Regions from separate parts of the Mus musculus genome. Here all the other regions are linked to region 3. A link is a contact called in public Hi-C and promoter capture Hi-C data. All regions are on one chromosome and are shown on one strand. Each heading gives the region's core, a stretch centred on a gene start, on an enhancer-like site or on the middle of the called end of the contact. The rest is flanking DNA. Distances are from core to core; before and after follow the strand shown. Region 1 holds the start of Cd36 (CD36 molecule). Region 2 holds the start of 4831440E17Rik (RIKEN cDNA 4831440E17 gene). Region 3 holds the start of Phtf2 (putative homeodomain transcription factor 2).

Evidence for each region. Promoter capture Hi-C pulls out the DNA fragments that hold promoters and counts their contacts. A called contact is a pair of places that touch in the nucleus more often than the background predicts.
Region 1: a contact with region 3 is called in a promoter capture Hi-C map of pre-B cells, with 3 times the contacts expected there. The contact joins the promoter of Cd36 here to the promoter of Phtf2 in region 3. A contact is called at or near these places in 1 of 39 promoter capture datasets (pre-B cells) and 1 of 484 Hi-C or Micro-C datasets (B cells).
Region 2: a Hi-C map of CD8 T cells shows a contact between it and region 3, with 13 times the contacts expected there. The contact joins the promoter of 4831440E17Rik here to the promoter of Phtf2 in region 3. A contact is called at or near these places in 1 of 39 promoter capture datasets (cranial neural crest) and 1 of 484 Hi-C or Micro-C datasets (CD8 T cells).

What each region holds. Positions count from the first base shown.
Region 1 is chr5:17,834,340-17,838,221 of GRCm38.p6, reverse strand. Cd36 (CD36 molecule) reads left to right here and starts at 2,326. Exons shown (of 15, transcript NM_007643.4): 1 at 2,326-2,604.
Region 2 is chr5:25,497,904-25,501,677 of GRCm38.p6, reverse strand. 4831440E17Rik (RIKEN cDNA 4831440E17 gene) reads right to left here and starts at 1,881. Exons shown (of 1, transcript NR_030700.1): 1 at 1-1,881. It overlaps Kmt2c (lysine (K)-specific methyltransferase 2C), which reads left to right and starts at 2,895. Exons shown (of 59, transcript NM_001081383.2): 1 at 2,895-3,288. The coding sequence starts at 3,128.
Region 3 is chr5:20,880,399-20,883,985 of GRCm38.p6, reverse strand. Phtf2 (putative homeodomain transcription factor 2) reads left to right here and starts at 1,862. Exons shown (of 18, transcript NM_172992.3): 1 at 1,862-2,030. Tmem60 (transmembrane protein 60) reads right to left here and starts at 1,533. Exons shown (of 2, transcript NM_177601.3): 1 at 1,331-1,533.

The sequences.
Region 1 (3,882 bases), core at 1,077-3,576, 3.0 Mb after region 3:
TAAGGCTAGGGGAACTTCCTGAGGAACGTATTGGCTCAAAATACTGAATCAAGTGATATTTAAGGATGAAAACCTGGGTCTGGTGAGATAGCTCAGTCAGTGAAGCATTTGAAGATGACAGCCCTGTACTCAGAATCCATGTGAAAAGGTGAGGTTTCTAGTCTTAGTGCTGGGGAGATGAGATAGGCATATACCTGGAGCTTATGGCCAGACATCCTCGCATAGTCACTGAGTCCCTGATGCTAGTAAAGACCTTGTCTCATAAAACAACAAAAAAGAAGTAGATAGCATACAGAGGAATAACACCTACAGTTGTACTCTCTCCTCCACATACATGTGTGTATATCAACACATGTATTCACCTGTACTGATGCACATACATGATTACACATATATGTATATACCTTCTCTCTATATACACATACATAAAAAGCAACCCAACTCTTTACTCTTAAATGATCATAGCATACACTGCCTTAGTGCTCAAGTTGTTATTTAGCTGCATATGTAGCAGAGGATGGCCTAGTCAGCCATTGATGGGATGAGAGGCCCTTGGTCTTGCAAAGAATCTATGCCCCAGTATAGGGAAATGTCAGGGCCAGGAAGTGAGAGTGGTTGGGTGGGTGAGCAGGAGGAGGGGAAGGGTATAGGGGATTTTTGGGGAGGAAACTAGGAAAGGGGATAGCATTTGAAATGTAAATGAAGAAAATATCAAATAATAATAAAAAAAGATTACAAAAAATTCATGTTGTGGATTCAATTCCATGGTGTGCCTTTTGCATCTTGAATAGCAAGAGCTGTTGGCTATGAGGTTGGACAACATCTACCAGTGGTCTTAGTGAATGTAAATTTGGTGTTTTGGCATGTACAGTGGAAGATGTAACATTTTACTCTCCAGAGAAAGTCAGAAGATACATATGACATTAGTGTGACTAATAATCAGTCAAGTGAATGCAATGTTCATGTGCACATCTATTTGCAGGAAATATCGTTTTCTGTTAGTGCCCCTATCTTCCTAAATTTGTATTGATCTTCCCAATGTTGTTAAATATTCTCTTTATGACTTAACTTTATCTGTACTTGTGTTGGAAACCTAGCTCTAGATGGCTGTGTTGGTATTTATATGCATGAGAATTAAATCTGAGGGAAAAAAAGTATTTATATCAAAAAGATTGAAGTCCATAATACATTTGTAGAAAATTCACAATCCTGGTTAAAATATTTCTTAAGGTATTCTTTTTCTTTCCTTGTCATATCATGCAATGTAGATACATTTTTCACAGTTTTAAGGTTTCCTTTCCTATAAGTAACTCGTTCAATATGAAACGCATAAGTAACTTATATTGAGGGTTTACAAGATGGTGTCATCACTTTTCCCACTGAAATCAAAGTCAAAACCCCTATAACCCTGAAGTATGTTAATGACCTTTTGGTAGTAGTTAAATAAATATATTGGTGTTATCCCCTGGGAAACCTCATGAGGCTAAGAAGGAGTTTCAGATGTTCTCCAGTCATTTTTCACCCCTGTAAGTGAGAGGGAGATCTGCCAGGGTCACACACCAATGGCAGGCACAATGTAAGACCAAGGAATGGCTTATCCCTGAGCTTATGAGCTAAATATATTCTTGCCCGTGACTCTTAGTTGCTTCATTTCAGGAGCGACCTGGAGACGATTTTCTAGTGAGCTTGCCAGCTTTTGGCCGTGATAACCTTATGAGGGTTTTGCCTGTCTGCTAGTGGATTTTTTGTGAGAATATTCTTCCCATTGTAGATCTAGAATGGCTGAGGTTGATGACATGCTATGCTCAGTAGTATTAGAGTTGTTTGGTACTTGTGCTTTCTATTTTGGATGAATATATTTAGGCTATTTTTTTTATAAGCATATCACCATCCTCTTGAAATTTCAGCTAAATTAACAACAAAAAATGACAAATAGTTAAGAACTTCCATCTAGAACAATGGGCCATTTCCTTTTGTAAAATTTGTTTGTCATCCCTGTTGATTGACAAGAGTTTCCAATTGTTTTCCAAATTATGAATCTGAAAGTCTTCAGGTTCATGCTAGGTAGTATAGAAAAACACTCTTCTCTGCACTTTATGACCTGAGATTTTCAGGCTTTGTTGGGACAGACCAATCAGTTCCCTAATTTACTTCCCCCTTGCTGCTACACTCCAGCATCTGGAATAACAATTACAATGGAAAACAAAGTATAGAAGGGGCGGCTCAAATCAGGGGCGGCTCAAATCAGTTCCGTTGGTTCTCTGGCCTCTGACTTACTTGGATGGGAACATGGCCAAAAAAAAAAAAAAAAGACTGCTGAGTATTTCAAATGTAGGTGATGGGTCTTCACCAGAAATAGACCCTTGTGAGCTTAACTAGCAGTGAAGTGTGACTTTTTTCTTTCTCTTCTTTTTTTCAATTCCCTTGGCAACCAACCACAAATTAGCATCTGACATTGAATTTTTTAAAGCTCGTTTCAACTCTCACACACATAAGTAGTGAGGAATTCAGGGTAGGGGTTTTCTACTGAGGACTTTTTCTTCTTCACAGCTGCCTTCTGAAATGTGTGGAGCAACTGGTGGATGGTTTCCTAGCCTTTCAAAGGTAAGTTATATGGGATTTTCCCTTTACATTAAAAAAAGAAAGAAAGAAAAATTTGTCTGCCTTTACACTGAGAGGAGATAATAGCATTTTAAAACACTTACTATGAAAAATGTCAAATGAAGAATAAATAAATCCATTGTTTTCTTACAGTCTTTAGGCTTTATTGAATGCTTATATGTTATTTACAGATCTACCTATATTTTTGCTGGATAGTATTAAAATATTGTTCAGTGACAAGTGATATTTTAGTTTATGATTTTTGATATCATGTATATTTTCAACACTCCTTTGTCAATATTTAAAATGATTTATAGGCCAATTTGGGTTTTATTCAAAACTTCTCTATTTAAACATGATTTTTACTTTAAAATATAAGAACATTTTTCAAGAGTGTTGATACAGTGAGATTAGTATATAAACAACTTGTAAATCTTATAGAGCACTCTGTCTTGAATGCAATTTGTTAACTATTTGCTGTTGTTCAGTGTCATTAGCTTGTTGAAGTTTCAGTGGACAATTTGTGGTGAACTTGATTATTTTCTCCACAGTTAGGAGTAAGGCAGGAATTACATATACATTTACTGAGCACTTTTCTCTAATGAACAAAAATATTTTACTTCCCAAAAGGAGTGGGTAATTTCAAATAATTACTTTAAATTTAATTAATGTGTATCAGTATACTACTTAAATGTAAAAATGAAAGAAAATTAATGCCTTTGAAAATTAAAAAAATCATTTCAAATACTAGTAAGTTATTTCCCTAAATCATAATTTTGGGTTTAAAGAATAGATAACACATTTTAGAAAAAAATTAACTACCTAATTATTAACTATTATTGTTATTAACTAAGTAACTATAAATGGCATAATTTTTAATAATAAATTTGAAATGTTTCTAAAGATGTAAGGATCCAAGACTTTCCAGTCCTTTCATAAATAATTTTAAGTTGGCAATGTCTTTTGAAAGTCTAAGAGATCCTTGCTGTACATACTACTTTGTAAATAAGTAAAAATAAAATCCTCAAGAAATTTTACTAGTTGATTTTCCAAGAGTCTTTTAGAGTATATAAATGAACAATGTAGAAAACCCTTTCCACTAAAATCATTATTGAACCAGAACAATAAACCAAATTTAGATTAACAGATAACAGGCTGGCCTGGAGAAAATATTAAAGTTAACAATGGGTGGGGTATTTGTACAGAGTGTACTGAAAAGTTTGGAATTAATTTTGAAAGTCACAGTTGCTCCTCTTACCATTAATAAAAATTATGGTTATA
Region 2 (3,774 bases), core at 632-3,131, 4.6 Mb before region 3:
TTCCTTCAGAACTGGTGTCATAGGTAACTGTGAACTGCCTTATCTGGATTCTAGGAATGGAACCCAGGTCCTCTGCACCAGCAGTACAGGATCTTAAGGGCTGAGCCATCTCTTCAGTCTTTGTATTATTATTTTTGAGATAGGGTGCTATGCATTTCCTAGGCTGGCTTCCATTCCACTACAGAGTGAGAAATGTCTTTGAACTACTACTCATCCTCCTGCTTCCTCCTCCCAAGTACTGGGTTATAGGGTTGTATCATCAAGCCCATTTGATTTTGAGCTATATTTTACAATTTTTTATTAAGTTCTATCATCTCTTAATTTATGAATTACATGAATAACTACACACCTGAAGCCAAGTATCATAAGTTTCATTATGTATAGCCCTAATTTTTTTTTTTTTTGAAAGACAGGGTCTCACTATGTAGTCTTGGTTGGGTTGTCTTATGCAGACCATGCTGTCCCCAAACTCATAGAGATCCATCTGCCTGTCTTTCTAGTCCTGGTATTAAAGGTATGGGCCACTATACCTGGTTCCATGCCCATTCCTCTATTTTAACCATAGCAACAATAATATAACGTTTAATTTTTTTAGATGAATACTTTTCTTATTCTAGTATCAAAAGAAAAAGGCTTTATTTTAAAAGTTTATATTTAAAAGCCAGGTCCAGGGGCTGGAGAGCTGGCTTAGCGATTCAGAGCACTGTTCTTGCAGGAAACTGGAGTTGATTTCCAGTGCCCACATGGCAGCTCACAATTGCCTGTAACCTCAATCTAGGGGACTGAACACCTTCTGGCCTTCTCAGGTATCTCCACGTACATGGTGTACATAAACTCATGCGGACACGAATACAAACAAAAAACATTTCTTAAAAAAAATCTTTAAAAACGATTCCGTCTAGGGATAAAACTCAGTGGTGGAGTGTTAGCTTAGCTGTGTGTGCAGTTCTGGGTTCAATATACCACAACGACAAGTAATTTAATTTGTCTAGAAACCCCAATTTCCTCTCTCCTTTTAATTTGTAGCTTACCTTTCATATGGCAGCTTTCTTCCCTGCTCCAAGCTTCCTTTGACTGTACATATAATAAAGCTGAAAAGGCCTGCAAGGGATTAAACTTGCAATCAATTCAAATGATTCAACGATTCAACTTTAGCCACTGCAAATAAACAAACAAACAAATGATTACAGCTATAATATGCACTAGACGATCAAAGTTTGATCCAGATGCGAAGCCCAGTTCAATGTTAATAGCCTGGCTATTGGGTGGCAGGAAGGTGAACAGGACCTCTAGAAACAAGTGTATTCTTTTTGCCCAGCATTGAAACTGTTGAGAATGGAAAGAACTGATCGCAAAGTGCGCTCGGATTCCAGGCTCCGAGCAGCTCAGCGCCTGACAGGCTACTCTAAGCCTTCCACGCCGCTCCACAGATCCGTTTTCCCATCTCTACTATTTCTCACTCCTACAAGGCAATCCATAGTGCAAACGAAACGCGGCGTCCTGGGCAATTCTGGCCCCATTTTTAACGAATCGTTTTTTTTTTTTTAATGGGAAACAGCTTAGCAGTATTTCCATTTTTAAATCTTGAGCACACACAACGTTCACGCTGATGCATTTCTCTCGGTGTAGAGACATTTTTTTCCCACTCAACCTGTCCGCTTGGTTTTTTGTACGGCAGCCTCCGGTCTCACGGTGTTTAAAACATGACGTCGGACGGAGAAACTACAGCTGGAGTTAGGATCTAACGTTGTCCTGCCACGGTTGCGCCGCACTAGGGAAGCCTACGTGGGACTCCGCCAGGCCTGGAGCGGCCCACGCCCGCAGGGGGTCGCGGACGCACGTGCGCGCACCGCACGCGGGTGCACGCTCCGGAGTGTTTACATCGATCCCTCCCCCCTCCTCCGGCCGGGCTGGACCCTGATCCCGGATGCCCGGTCCGCAGCTTAGCGCCCGCCAGAGCCCGAGTTGCAGCCACCGCCGCGTCAGAGCGGGCGGGGGAGGGGCGGTGAGGTCAGCGGCGGCGGCCGGGTAGCGCGGGGCGCATGCGCGGACTCAGCCCCGTGAGTGGCAGCAGCGCGCTGGGGGCGGGGGCGGGAGGCGCCTGTGTGTGGGCGAGCCGGCGGCGAGTTTGAGAGGTCTGTGGTGCGGGTCGCCCCGGGGGACCCGGGTGCAGGCCTCGCGCGACGGCCACTGCCGTGTGCGTGTGTTGTTTGTGTGGTGAACGCACAGCCGCAAAACTTCCTCCTTTGCTGCCCCCAGAGAGAGAGCGGGCGTGGGGGAGCGTTCGCGAGCGAGCGAGAGGGATCCCAGCGTGAGGGAGCCAAGCTTGATGGGGCCGAAAGCTAGCGTGAGGGAGCGATCCTGAGCGTGAGGCAGCAAAGCGCCGGCCGGAGAGCGGGCAAACGATAGGGAAGAGCGAGAGCTAGCCGTGCGTTGAACCGAGCGTGAGGGAGCTAGCCACAGGGAACGCCGTGAGCGAGCAGTGTGTGAGGGAGCGATCGCCAGCGCGCGACCGAGGGGCCGGCGCTCGCACCACCCCGGAACCCACCACAACAACTGGAGCAGCTGTCAAAACTTCGCCGCGGCGTGGGCCTGACGGGCTGACGGCGCGGGGGAGGGGTGGCTGGCCCCGCCCCGGCCCGGCCCGGCCCGCCGCCCCCCTCCGCGGCCCTTTCTCCTCCCGCCGCGGGCGGCCTGGGGGAGGGGCCGGGCGGAGACCCCTGCGGCCGCCCCCGGCCCGCGCCCCTCGCGTCGCGCCCCGCCCCGCCCCGCTCGGCGCCGCCCTCCGGCCCGGCCCCGCCGGCCCCAGCCTTGGCCGCGGCGCCCCGCCCCGCGCGGCCGGCCCCGCCCGCCCCGCCCGCTTGCCCGCCGCCCCCCGCCGGCCCCTGCGCGCCGAGTGCGCGCGCCCGCGCCGATGTGTGTGAGTGCGTGTCCTGCTAGCTCCATGTTGCCGCCTCTCCCGGTACCTGCTGCTGCTGCTGCTGCTCCCGGGGCTGCGGGAAATGCGAGAGGCTGAGCCGGGGAGGAGCAACTCGAGCAGCAGCAGCGGCGGCGGCTGCGGCCGCTGCGGCGGGAGGAGCCCCCCAGGAGGAGGACGGGGATCCATGTGTCTTTCCTGGTGACTAGGATGTCGTCGGAGGAGGACCGGAGCGCGGAGCAGCAGCAGCCGCCGCCAGCACCCCCCGAGGAGCCCGGAGCCCCGGCCCCGAGCCCCGCAGCCGCAGACAAAAGACCTCGGGGCCGGCCTCGCAAAGATGGCGCTTCCCCTTTCCAGAGAGCCAGAAAGAAGTAAGTTGAGCGCGAGGGAGCCAGGCGGGCGGCCAGCGGCGGCGCGGCCCGGAGCTGTCAGGCCCCCGGCCCGGTGGGGGCGGGGCGGCCCAGGCGCGGCCCGGTTCGGCGGCGCCCGCGCAGGTCCCGCCGGCCGCGCCGCGCACTTTACTTTGGAGTTCGGCCTCGCTTCTGGGAGAACCGCCCGGCGGCTTCCCCAGGGCCTAGCCCGGCGTCCGCACACGCCCCGCCGAGCACGCCCAGCTTGCTGCCGGCCCGGCCTCTCGGAGCCACAAAGCTGTGGGCGCCAGGGACGGAGCTGTCAAACGCCGCGGCCGGGTGGTCCGGGTGCGGCGGCCGGCGCTCTTTGTCAGCTCGCGGCTCCTTTAACTTTTCTTGCTCCCAGACCGGTGCTTTTGCTTCTTAATGATACATTAGGAAGCCATTCGAGCCTGTCCTCCCCATCCCCCACCGCCCCGAACCGCACCGCCCGGCTCCGCAGCCGGC
Region 3 (3,587 bases), core at 613-3,112:
AAATGCTTTGGACTGCAGGGATTTGGCAGACAGAGCTCTGCCTACATAGCCTGGCCAGCCTAGAACTTTGCTTACATAGACCAGCCTGGCCTTGAACTCTATCTAAAGAGCTACCTGACTTGACTCTGCTAGGACTTAAAGGCACAGGGGTATAAGGAACTGCTCACATTAGGTTAAGTCACGGAAGGCAATTTTCTGTACCAGTCTTTTACAAAAAATAGAATATAATGGAATGAGATTAAGTTTGGAAGCAGAGGTGGAGATGTGGGCAGACTGCTTAATTAACTGTGTGTTTTTAATCCTGTGAATTATGTTTGCTCAGTCCTAACCTCTGATTTGGTCAATTTAAAGAACCTTTAACAAAGTTTTGTGATTATTAATATCCTTAAACACAACTTTTCTATATGGTACAGGATAATACAAACTTTTTTCTCCCCCATCCCCACCCCCTTCAGGAACAAGTGCCAAGTCGAGTGCAATGACTATAGGCATTTTAGGACAAGAGGTGAAAGGAGGCCAGGGCCTAAGCTTATTGCGGTTACAAGTTTATAATTGTGGGTGGAAACAAAACTCGGTTGTAGAAAAGTATTCTCAACAATGGAGATGACCTTCCTGACATTTAACTGACGTTTAAGGATTACATACGCTGAACTACAGTGGTAATACAAGGTTCCAATTTTACAAAGACATACTGTTTTAATAGAATTTATTTGGTTTTTACCACCATTTTCTCTCTATGTGTTGGTCCAAGGCTAAGATTTGCTCAATAGATATTTCTCACTTAAGGTGGTTATATCTGTACACAGAAGGTGTTTTTTTGTTTTTGTTTTTTTTTGCCCGTATGATTCCGGATCCATTGTTGAAACCTTCAGAGTTTCTTTCCCCACACATGGAAATACACACCTGCATCTAGTAATTAGTTGTGCGTAGTAGACTCATCCAAGGTCCTTCCCATACCATTCCATTTCCCTTCTCCCGCTACTCTTAATACTTATAAATGAACTCTCCTTACCCGAAGACAGCTCTGTTTAACCAGCTCACAATTTCCTTCTCAAAATAAGTGGCCTCGCTGCTTACAACTTGGTTGACTTTAGGGCTCATCTGCCCTGGAACGTGAGGATCCTGCTAAACTATCCTGGTCTTTGGTTTGGAAATGCCCATGGTGGTTTCGCGGGAATATCTGGACTCTCCCAAACTCATGCTGGAATTTAATGCGTTTTTTGCAAGACGCATCCCATAGCCGTCGTGCAAACGCGCCCGCACGCAGCATGAAGGGGTGAGGTCACCCGGAGGCAGCACGGACAGGACAAGGGCCGAGCTCCCGACTCACCTGGTAGAGCGGCTGGCCGGAGAGCCGAGAGGGCAGCGAAGGTCGGGAAATCCGCCAGTTTGGATCCTAATCCTCTTCCACACTTTTCCCCCCATTAAATTCTTAGGCCCTCACATGATAATTAAGGAGAAGACATAGTTCCGCCTCTCCAAACAGCCGCAGCTGAGGCCCTCCGCACCTCAAGGTTCCGCCCACATCCGGGGCTGTTCCCGCCGCCCTTGGCCTATCCCGGAGAGCAGAGCGAACGGCGTTCGGCGCTCACGGGCCCGTTTTTCTTGTTTATTGGTTCATTTGGCCGCCAGTAACTGACTGCCCTCCGTTTTAGAGCGATAAAAAAGGGAGGCAATGACCGCGCCCCCTGGGCCCGCCCCTTAGTCCTATAGGTTGGTAGAAAAGTCAGTTTTCCGATCACGCCCGCCGTCGGGCCCGCCCTCGCTCGCCGGGACCCTCCCACCCCTCTCGCCCGGTCCCGTAACCTGCGGGCTGCGGCGCAGACTCCGTGGTCATGCGAGGAGCCGCGGAGGAGGCGGGGCGTCCCGGGAGGCGGAGCGCGGTGCGGGCGGCGCGAGCGGCGCGAGGGTGGAGGCAGCGCGCCGCCGGCGGCGGGGCTGTAGCTCTTTGGGCTCCAGCGGCGGCACTAGCCTTCGCGACTCTGCGCGTCTCCTAGCCGCTTCCCAGCGGCGCGGCGCCGGCGGCTACGGTAGGCGCCACAGCTCCATGCTCGGCGGGCCATGTGGAGGTCGCCGCACTCTGACAGGATCCCAGGGCTGTGCGGACCGGGCGGCGGAGCGGCGGGCGGGATGGGGGCGCGGGCTTCGTGGTCGCCGTGGCGCCCCCTGCCACGGGCACCTGCGGGCCCCGCTCGGCCGCGGCCCCCTCCCTTCGCCGGGGCGCGGCGGCTGCGGGCCGGAGCTCGGCGCGGTGTGGGCGCGCGCGCCCCTGCGCTCCTCTGGCTTGGGGTCGCGCGGTCCCCAGAGGGCGTGTGGGGGCGGCGGGTGGCCGGGCCGGGGCCCACGCGAGGTCCTCTAGCGGCCCGAGGCGCGCGCGGGCTCGCGGAGCGGTCGCCCTGCGTGCAGGCACTGCCCGCGCGGAAGGGCAGCTGCTGCTCCCGCAGCTCCGGCGCACGGGAGTTGCGGCTCCTACAGCGACCGCGGAGGGGCGGCTACCCGAGTCTCGCGCGTGGGCCTTGGCAGGGCATTTCAGGTCTGCAAACAATGCAGTGGTCCATAGGCATGCTTCACCTTGTTTCCGCCTCGTGTTGACAGCCAGCGTTCTAGTATTGTTCTGGTATTGTGCTTTCTAACTCATCACTGCCTTGTTAAACTTCAGGAATCATTTTGTTAACCATTTTATTTTTGTCCGGAGAACACCTGGGGACTGTATTAACATGTGCTACTGGGAAAGTACAATGTGGAGCAATTAATCTTCCTTGTGGGTTTTACATACTTGGGTGTATGTAAATTAGGTATGCAATTTACAATTGTTTTGTCAGTGGTAGACGTTGCTTACTTTGATGTTACTTTACGTGTAATACTTTAGTAATTTTTTATTGCTTTCATCAAACATTTTTAAGCGTTTCTTGCCTTTTTTCTTTTTCCGAGTCTTTGATTTTAAGTGATTATGAATTTGCTAGGTACTTTTGTAAATCGTTTTTCCTAACACTGGACTTCCACGTGCACTTTAGCTCAAGTCCTAACTTAGGTTTGGTGTACAGGCTATAGATTAAAAGGGAAAGAAACGGGTGTTTCTGTGAGTTTTATGATTCAGACTCTAGACCCCAGAGGAAAGAAATCAGGAGGTCCGGGTAGACTGAGCCATGTCTGGAACCAGAAAACAAGGTGGTTCCAGGAAATTTCTTAAGTTTTTCCCTCTTTGGAAGTAGTCTGCCTCCTGCACAGGGAAGCAGTTGAATGCATTAGATAGTATCAGAACTATCTAATGTTGGGTGGCGAGGATTCTGAGTTTTAGTATATTGTAGTAGATCATAAAAATGTATTTATTTCAAGTGCATCTAACTGTGTGGGCAGTCTTGCATAGCCAAGCTTGCAAGAGTTAAATATTTTAAAGGTCAAATTGGCACTGGAGAGTTGATGCTAAAAATAAAGATGACCTGAACAGTTTTTAAGTGGAAACCTTTTTGGCTTGTTCAGTTTATGTATAATTGTAGGGAATATGTAATGCATATATCGTCACTAAGAGAATTTATGTTAGTATGTTGAAAAAAATGAAGATCATAAATTAGTTGGATTATTTATAT